Regions from separate parts of the Sus scrofa genome. Here region 2 is linked to region 1. Evidence: chromatin contacts called from public Hi-C data. All regions are on one chromosome and are shown on one strand. The core of a region is the stretch at or near the end of the contact, and the rest is flanking DNA. Distances in the headings are between cores, read along the strand shown.

Region 1 (4,620 bases), core at 717-3,216:
TGGCCACACTGGGAACACCCTGTCCCTCACCAGAAGCTGCAGGACTCCAGCCTTGTGGTAATAGGCTCCAAGTGGGACCATGGGTGTCTGTGATGGCCTCTGGCCCCAGCTTGGGGTGGAAGAAACTTGCTTGTCAAATGGGCAATGACAGCATCACCCTTGGAAGGCTGTGGTAGGGTGAGCTGACTTGTCATAGGGCCGCCGTAATGGCACCTTGTAGGAAGGCAAAGGCACTTTCCTTGGATGAAGGTGAGGGTGAGAGTGAGCTGGTTCCTGGTGAGCTGGTTCTGTTTAGGCTTGTGTTGCCCTTGAGTGGAAGCCCCCAGAATTCCACCCTGAGCTCCCTGCCCAGAGGATGGACATTTGGGGGCAGGGCTAAGGGTTCCCCTAACGTTCATGCTGCTGTAGGGGTTGGGTCCCATGAGTGCCGTGGAGTAGGGTTGACTATGCTTCCAGGGCCTGGGGGTGGGAGGACTGGGCCAGCCAGGGACTTTTCTTTGGGCACAGATTTGAAATGCATCTTGAAGGTTGAGTTGGGGCTTACAAGGAAAACAGGAGCATGGTGGAGGGATGTTCCTCAGAGGGACCAATGGTGAAGGTGGGAGGAGCCCACGACAGGACTTACCTGTGAGTACAAGCAGGGGGTTCATTCAGGGGCTGGGGTCTGGAGGGCCAAGACTAGTGTTTTCTGAGAGAGCAGCTGAGACTGGTACTGGGTTTAGTAAAGCCCCTCCACCTCACCTCTAAACAGCTAGCGACCACCTGTCTCTTCCTATCCAGCCAGCCCAGAAGATGAGGGGGAAGTGGGATGATTCTGGCAGGGAGTAGGCTGCTGGCCCTACTGTCTCCCTGGGCCAGCCCTGAGGAGCAATTTGTGGCCCGAGGCCTTACTGGGCCCACACAGTCTTCTGCTATTTCCCTAGTTTATGCGGGAATCTCAGGGACCTTAACTAAAATGCAGGCTTTGATCAAGCAGATCTAGGGCAATAATGTGCTCTAGCAAAACTGCCCTGCTGCTCTGTGTGCTGAGGTGGGTAGTGGTGCAATCCTGCCTGCGGGCATACCCCCATTTGTGCCTCTCCCTCCTGGTGGACCTTAAGGAACTGCTTTTACACAAGGGCTTCTCCCCACTATCTGGCACAGCACCTGCCTCTTAAGTTGGCTTTCAGCAAGTAGAAGTGAGGAAATAAATGAACGCATGTGGATCAAGTGTGCCTTCCTAGGATAGCCAGGCCTGTCAGAGCTGTGTTCCCTTGATGAGACTGCTTCCCCTGGCATGGGCCAGCGGGACACTAAATATTAACCTCGCAATGACCACTAATTGGTAAGCAATGGGCTGATAGTTTGGTGCTGTGGTTGGAGGGATCTTATCTCAAGTTAATTTTCTAATTCCTACCTTCTCTTCAAGTTCCTGGCAGATAGCAGAGCTTTTGTGTTTGTTTAGCTGTGTCCGGCATACAAGGGGAGAAGGAGTGAGACCATTTTTTTTCCTAACAGCTTGGCCTGCTTCCAGGGATTTTCATTTTATTTTTTCTTATGTTTTTGGCTATACCCACAGCATGCAAAAGTTCCCGGGCCAGGGTTCAAACCCACACCACAGCAGTGACAGTGCTGGATCCTTAACCCACTGTACCACAGGAGAACTCCTAAAACACTTTTTTTAAAAAAGAATGCTTATGATAATTTTGAGCCTTTGTCAAATGGGTATTCTTTTCCCAAGTTAAAAGAACTCCGTGGGAAGGTACTCAGAGACTTGAAGCACCTTTGCTGTAAAAATTCAGCTTAAGAAAGTTTTTCCTGTTGGAAACTAGTAGAGCTGGTGGCCCTTCTGTGTTTGGAAGAGGTAAACCAGGTCCCTGTAACACACCAACAGTCGCCTGTGGGCCAGGACCACACAGGAAGTGCCTGCAGCCTGGCAGCCCCAGGGCGAGCTGGGCGCCTCCATTTTCTGACAGCACCTGAACCCTACCTCACTTCTCAAAATGAAGGCTGCTTGTCACAAACTGGTTAGAACTGGCTGTTGCCATGGTTTTCACGTTGGAAGGCACAGTTAAAGGGTCACATGACCAAAGCGGGAAATGCCTTTGTCACATGACTTCTTGGTGGCCTGATTAGCATACAGGAAGTTCACTCCCTGCTGGCTGCTGGGATGCTGAGTGATCATTGATGGGAGGTGATGTCATGTCTTGGACGAGTTATTGATTAGTCTCAGTCCAAGATGGGATCTGGGAGTGCTGTGGTCAGAGTGGCCATCTCAGGGAGCGTCAGCTTCCACATGCTCTCAGTCCCAAACCCTATCCTCGTCCCTCAGGCAAATTTGAGTTTTATTAGACATCTTACTTTTGGAAGATGTCTAATAAAACTCAGTGAGATAAAACGTGATAAGTCCCTGTGGATTATTACCATTATCTCAGTGCACTCTTACTCAAGAAGTGCCTGCAGTCTGTAACTCTAGATGTGGTTCTGCCTGGGCTGCTGCTCTGCCTGTGTGCAGCTCCTGTGCTGGAGCCTTGTGTCTGCTCACTGTCTTAGTGTGTTCAGAGAACCTGGAATTGGAGCCCCCAAAGTTGATCTTGGGCTGAGTTGACAATTAACAGGGGGACACACGGACATGAAGAGGGGTGGTTCCTGAATTGCATTGGTTTTTAGTTGGATAAGGCCGTGGTAAAACACCCTGAGTTACTTTATAGAAAGCCAGCCATGTTGCTGTGAGCTGTGGTGTGGGTCCCAGACGCGGCTCAGATCTGGCATGGCTGTGGCTGTGGCATAGGCTGGCAGCTGTAGCTCCGATTAGACCCCTAGCCTGGAAACCCACATGCCTCGAGTGCAGCCCTAAAAAGCAAAAAAAAAAAAAGAAAGAAAGAAAACCAGTTCCAGGGCATGAGAAAGTTGGCTGATAACTCCTATGAGGGGATTCTTTAGCTTAAAATGGAAGTCTTCTCATTCACTCCTGGTCTCTTGTTGAAGACCATCTAGCAACTGCACTGGTTAAATTGAATCAGGGCTGAAAGTGTTGAGGCACAGCAGCCATGCAGCTTTAGGAAGGGCTGGGGAGAACGCTATATTGGGGGAGCAGGGGAGTCAGCAAACCCTCAGTGTCTGGTCCTCTGTGCCAATCCTTGCCTAAGGACATGGCTCACTCCAAGAATAGAAAAGGTGGTTCCCTGGGATGTTAAAACACAAGTTCTCCGTCTATAACTGTCCCCTGCTTAGGTGGAAGGAGTGGGACAACTTAGAGCCATTACTCCCAGTTAACTTCATTCAGTTTATTCTTTGGGTCACAGAGCCACCTAGCGGATGAATTCAGTCCTAGGCTGGTTTTCCTGTTAATAGATATATTTGATTCCTTCAACACAGATGCTGAGGCCAGGAAGTTTACATTGTGCCCTCAGCAAACAGAGCTATTGATTCGGGGCTAAGTGCTATCTGTAGGACCTGTTGGTTCTAATGTGTGGAGTTACTAACACCGTAGTAGAAGCCTAGCATGACTAGATCTAAATATATGTCCTAGGGGACTTGGGTGGTAGGATTTGGGGTAAGAGGGAGAGAGGGTAATAGGCAGTGGTGGCTGGGAACTAGTTTCTGAGCAGATCAGGTTGATTGGAAAGTACCCAGATCTGTGAGAGAAAATGTATTCTGTGTTCTAGTTGATTTCAAAACGTGCAACTGCTGCTATCACATTGTCACTGGCAGGATGAAGAGGCCACGTGTAGCTCAGGAAGGACTATCCAACAGGCAGCCTTGGCCACCTTGTGAGGTGGTGAGACTCCATGCCCAGGAGCTAGAGTGTAGGCTGACAGCATGTGGATCAGCCCTTCGTCTTCTGGGGGCAGGCAGGTGGGCTGTCCAGATGTGAAGGCTGTCGGCGAGACTGAGTTGAGTAAAGGAAAGGCTGATTCGTGTGGGGGTTGGACTCTAACTATCAGGTGGCCTCCAACATGGGCAGGTAGGAGCCCCAGTAGCAGGCTCAAGATCTGGGACCTAGTGTTTTTATTAAGTACTGAGCCACATGGTAGAGAAAGCTGTGGTGTTTTCTAAAATAACTGTGTCACCTTTGGACATGTAGATGTCTTCAGTCCTAGGGACACAGAATTGGGCACCAAGAATAGCCCTGGCTTTTGAAGGGTTCAGCAACAGACTGGCAAGTGGGAACCGCCACATGATAAGTGCAGTAAGAGAAGACAGCCTGGGTGGGCAGACATGGCGTCTGGGGCTCTAGGGAATGTTGTCTGGCACAGTTGGGGCACTCTAACAACTTGCTGTCCCTGCTCCACAGTGAAATGAAGTCTGAGAGGAGAGCCCCTTCCCCCGACGTAATTGTGCTCTCTGACAACGAGCAGCCTGCAAGCCCCAGGGTGAATGGGCTGACCAAGGAGGCCTTGAAGGAGACCAGCACCGAGGCCCTCATGGTGAGCCTTGTCCCCACCCTGGGAACGACCCCACCGTGGAGCTGGCAACAGTGGGGCCTATGTTCCCCGGCCCCCAGCCCTCCCCCTCAACCTTTGTTCTCTTGCTCATATAGAAGAGCAGTCCTGAAGAACGAGAAAGGATGATTAAGCAACTGAAAGAAGAGTTAAGACTAGAAGAAGCAAAACTCGTTTTATTGAAAAAGTTGCGGCA
Region 2 (4,620 bases), core at 578-3,077, 300 kb before region 1:
GGGAGGACCTTCTAAGTGGCCCCGCCCTTCCTCTTAGGACCCCTCCTCTACTCTCCCCTCCCCCGCCCCCGGAAACCCACCAGCTGCTCTCCAGGTGCCTCTCTCTTGTGACCTGTGCCTTGGCAGGGTTTTCACCACCGACCCAGCCCAGCACGACTCCAGCCCAACAGCACCTCCAGTTCAGACCTCTCTGCTGAGCTGGAAGACCATGCCTCCTCCAGCCCCTTCCCCGGAGGCCCCAGCACCCACCCATCACTCCCGTGGGCATGACTGTGGGCTCCTCCAGGCAGCCCAGGTCCTTCCCAGTCTCATAGTAAATGTCCAACTCCGCTCCTCAGCCCTCAAGGCCCCGCGGACCCAGCTCAGGACCACCCTGCCTCATTGCCCTGCGCTCTCCCCCAACCCCCAGCAGCCCCCCTCAGAGGCCCTCCAGGGCCCCCAGTTCTCCATCACTGACCCCATTACTCTCCGACACCTTCCCAAGGAGGAGACCTATGGTTCAAACTGCGGTCCCAATACCTAGGAGAGGAAGGACGGTAGGAAGGAGAGGGAGAAAAAGGAGGGAGAAGTAGAGGCTTCAGAAGGATGGATGTTAGGATGAAGGAGTATGAGAAGGGAAGGGGGAAGGCAGGCATTCATTCCTCCACCTAGGCTCCAGAGGTCTATCCAGGGCCACCCCCATTAGCCTCCAGTCTTGGGTCCACGCTCTGCAGATCTCCAAAAATCTCTGGAACCTCCCATCAGCCCATGTCCCTTCCCTGTTTAAAGCCCCTTCAATGGACCTATGATCCCAGAATCTTGCCAAGTAACATCAATGTGACTTTCCTCCATTCCGTTTCTGAGAGCCCTTCCTCTCACCGTTCACAGCGTCCAGAACCCAGGCCTGGAACATCATCCATTTTCATCAACCAGTTCCATCAATGCTCTTACTTCAGACCCACCTAAAACGTCCCTTCTCTGGGACGCCCACCCCCAACCCAACCAAGATGAAGCTGCCTTCCCACCCCTCCAGCCTATCTTTCCCTCTGTCCAGTCCAAACTCGGGGTTGGGGCGGGGAGGTTGGGGGGGGGGGCGGTTCCTCCCTCTTCTGGCACCAGCCCAGCCCACAGGGGCCAGGCTAAGCTTGAAGAATAAACGCAATGGGTTGGACCCAGAACTGCGTGAGACCTGAGGGTTTCAAATGTGATGTCTCCAATTCTGGGATCCTCACCTACTCTGAAGCCAGAGCCCCTTGTCATGGCCCCCTCCTCTAAGGATTCTCCCTGGTCCTTCTGCACACCTCATACGAGTAGGTACCCCCGATGGACCCTGTCAGCGCGGCCCCCACAGCTCCCACAGGACAACATCCCCAGAGTGGGCCCAGCAGGACCCAAGATCTCCCTCGAGGGGCTCTGAATGTGTTCAGATCCCCAGTACCTTCCATGGACGAACCCTCAGCAGAACCAGTCTCCTAGAGGGCCCCCCCAGGGACTCGTCAGAAGCCCAGAATTGCTCAGAGCCTTCAAGTCTCCTTGCACAATCCCCGAACCCTTCATAGGTCCCGTAGCGAGATCCTGACTCCAAAGAGGGACACATGGCCCTCAGCGCGACCCAGAGTTCCTCAAAGCACTCAACCCCCACAAAAGGTTCCCCGTCTCCTCAATGTCTCCCGGGATCCCCTTGGCGGAATCCCAGGCCCTCAGGGCGCCCCCCATGCTAGGAGATGCCGGCTCACCATGTTGCCGGCGGGAGCGCGGTGCTGGGACCCACGGGCCTGAAGCTCCGAGCTCCTTGCGGAACTCGGCCATTCAGAACACTACTTTGGTATGACAAGCAGCCCATCCAACCAATCATCACGCTTGGAGCCGGGGCAAATCACTAGGGACAAGGAGTCGCTCGCGTTGCATGTCGGAAGTTGTAGTTCGAAGGCGCTCGGTGAGCTTAGGCAGAGGTTGAGTCCAGACTGTCTCTGCGACCCCTGTGTGGCCGCTGTCTCTAAAACTCAATTTCCTCACCTGCACGTATTTAGCAAGTCTGAGGCGAATACACTCATTTACCCACGTACTGCAGAACTCCCTTGATTAAGAACATCTGGTGGCAAAAAAAAAAAAAAAAAAAAGAGTTCCAGTTGTGGCTCTGTGGCTTAAGAACCCAGCATAGTGTCCCTGAGGATGGAGCTTTGATCCCTTGCCTCACTCAGTGGGTTTAGGATCCTTGCCCGTTGCCGCAAGCTACTGACAAGTCGCAGACGTGGCTAGGACTCCACCCTTGCTGTGGCACAGGCCCCCAACTGCAGCAGCTCTGAATAGACCCCCAACCTGGAAACTTCCATATGCCTCAGGCTCAGCTGTTAAAAAAGAAAAAAGAATTCGGTGGCTCCCACTGAATAGACTCCCAGTTGTTCAAACTGAATTCAGACCCCTCTGCCTGCCTGCAATCTACTGCCAACGCTATTACATGCAGATAATACAGCTAGCCACCATCTATGCTTTCTCACATCTCCAGTCCTCTGTAAATGCCATCTTCCATCTTGGAGTGGCTCCTTTCTCATTGTTTTTCACCTGGCAAAAGCCTTTTTCATTTCCATCAGCCAGAACTCTGGTTTCAAGGGGGAAGAAAAAATCCAACTTAAAAAGTCTCCAGCAAAAGGGAAAATTTTGGCTCATGTAACAGAAAACTGGAGTTTCCAGGTGGCTCAGAGGGTTAAAGATCTGGCATTGTCACTGCTGTGGCTCTGGTTACTGCTGTGGCTCAGGTTTGATCCCTGGCTCAGGAAACTATATGACTTGGGTGCAGCCAATTAACAAAAATTTATTTATTTATTTATTTATTTTTTGTCTTTTCTGGGGCTGCTCTCGTGGCATATGGAGGTTCCCAGGCTAGGGGTCTAATCGGAGCTGTAGACGCCTGCCTACACCAGAACCACAGCAATGCCAGATCTGAGCTGCGTCTACAAGCTATACCACAGCTCATGGCTACGCCGGATCCTTAACCCACTGATCAAGGCCAGGGATCAAACCCACAACCTCATGGTTCCTAGTCGGATTCATTAACCACTAAGCCATGATGGGAACTCCAAATCTGGACATATTGTATGCGTTTGACTAAATGTCTGAGAGTCTTTGTGTTCCCATTGTGGCACAGTGGTTAACGAATCCGACTAGGAACCATGAGGTTGCAGGTTCAATCCCTGGCCTTGCTCAGTGGGTTAAGGATCCGGCGTTGCCATGAGCTGTGGTGCAGGTCGCAGGTGCAGCTCAGATCCTGCGTTGCTGTGACTGTGGTGTAGGCCAGTGGCTACAGCTCCAATTAGACCCCTAGCCTGGGAACCTCTATCTACCGTGGGAAGTGGCACTGGAAAAAGGCAAAAAGACAAAAAAAAAAAAAATGTCTGAGAGTCTTTATGGGGCCTGTGAGTAGATCCTGTATTGTTGATTGCCTTGTCTCTGTGGGTGTTTTTGTCTTGTTTATTAGCACATGTGCGTGTCTGTTTGCAGGAGATTTGCTCTTTGTGACTTTGGTCCTCTGGACTCAGTGTGTTGGCCTGAGAGAGCATGGGTGACAGTGGTAGTGAGGGTCACTGGGATTTCCCAGGACCTACATGGGGATGGTGAGATGCCCCTCAGGACTACAACATCCAGATGGGCCCCAGGGAAACTGAAGTTTGGAGGAGGGTTTCAGAAAAAGAGGACCAAGAAAAAAAAGAGTAGGGTCATTATCTGCAGGCCCACTATGTGCCAGGCTGAGGGCAGAGCTCACTCAAGTGCTCCCTCCAGCAGATTAGAGTGGTGGGATGATTGTCTCCATTAAATTGATGAAGACACTGAGGCTCTGAGAGGCCCAAGGCTCTCCTTTGAACCCTGACTTTGCCCCTGGACGTAGGGTTTATGAGTCCAGGTGGCACAGCAGCCCCATGTCTTGAGTCATGGGAGCTGACACACACTTGGACCCCAGGAGCTCTGCATCTTCCCTCTGCAGCCTCCCCATTGCAGAAAAGGCAGCTCTGCCCCTGGCCCAGGTGTTTATACTCAAACTCTGAAGTTGGCCTTGAAGTCTCACTCACAATCTATGCCTGATCTGTTAGACTCTCCTGATGGCTTCACCTTCCAAGTGTAACCATTGTCCTATCCAGCCTCGCTTCCTACACAGCCTCCACCCAGTCCGGCCTCCATCATCTCCGACCTTCAGTCTCTTCTTGCCTGGTCTTCTGTGGCTTCCATTTCCCATTCTCGCCCCATCCCCACAGTCCACTGTTTTCCCCTAGCCATTTGAGGTCACCCATTAACATTTAAGCCAGACTATGTCCCTCCCTTGCTCATAACCATCCACAGCTCCCATCTCATGCACAGCAAATGCCAAAGTCTTCTCTTGGTCGATGTCCCACATCCTTTATTCTTTGCTCAGCATCTCAGTTCTGGTTCTACATTGATTGTTTCTCACCTTCTATTCTACACTGGATATTCATGTTGTCTGTTCTCCATTGGACATTCTTTTTTTACGCATTCTTTGGTGTGTGTTTTTTTTTTAAGGTTTCCATATTTTATTTTATTTTATTTTACTTTATTTTATTTGTCTTTTTTAGGGCTGTCCCTGTGGCATATGGAGTTCCCTGGGCTAGGGGTTGAATCGGGATCTGTAGC

What was found. Hi-C and Micro-C count contacts between places; a contact is called where the count stands out from the background.
Region 2: a Hi-C map of skeletal muscle shows a contact between it and region 1, with 4 times the contacts expected there. The contact joins the promoter of TMEM161A here to the enhancer-like site in region 1. A contact is called at or near these places in 14 of 47 Hi-C or Micro-C datasets (alveolar macrophages, brain, embryonic fibroblasts and 9 more) and 2 of 2 datasets of contacts at active chromatin or transcription factors (alveolar macrophages and skeletal muscle).

What each region holds. Positions count from the first base shown.
Region 1 is chr2:58,431,012-58,435,631 of Sscrofa11.1, reverse strand. It overlaps GATAD2A (transcriptional repressor p66-alpha), which reads left to right. Exons shown (of 13, transcript XM_021083423.1): 4 at 4,277-4,409; 5 at 4,523-4,620. Among named protein-coding and RNA genes, the nearest start is that of TSSK6, 22 kb to the right of the region's middle. Within about 2 kb of position 1,966, at least 44 of the 83 cell types and tissues checked have an H3K27ac peak or open chromatin away from gene starts, as enhancers often do. A contact at or near this core is called in alveolar macrophages, mesenteric adipose tissue, omental adipose tissue and 3 more, where this site is marked.
Region 2 is chr2:58,725,945-58,730,564 of Sscrofa11.1, reverse strand. TMEM161A (transmembrane protein 161A) reads right to left here and starts at 1,827. Exons shown (of 12, transcript XM_021083443.1): 1 at 1,716-1,827. The coding sequence starts at 1,718.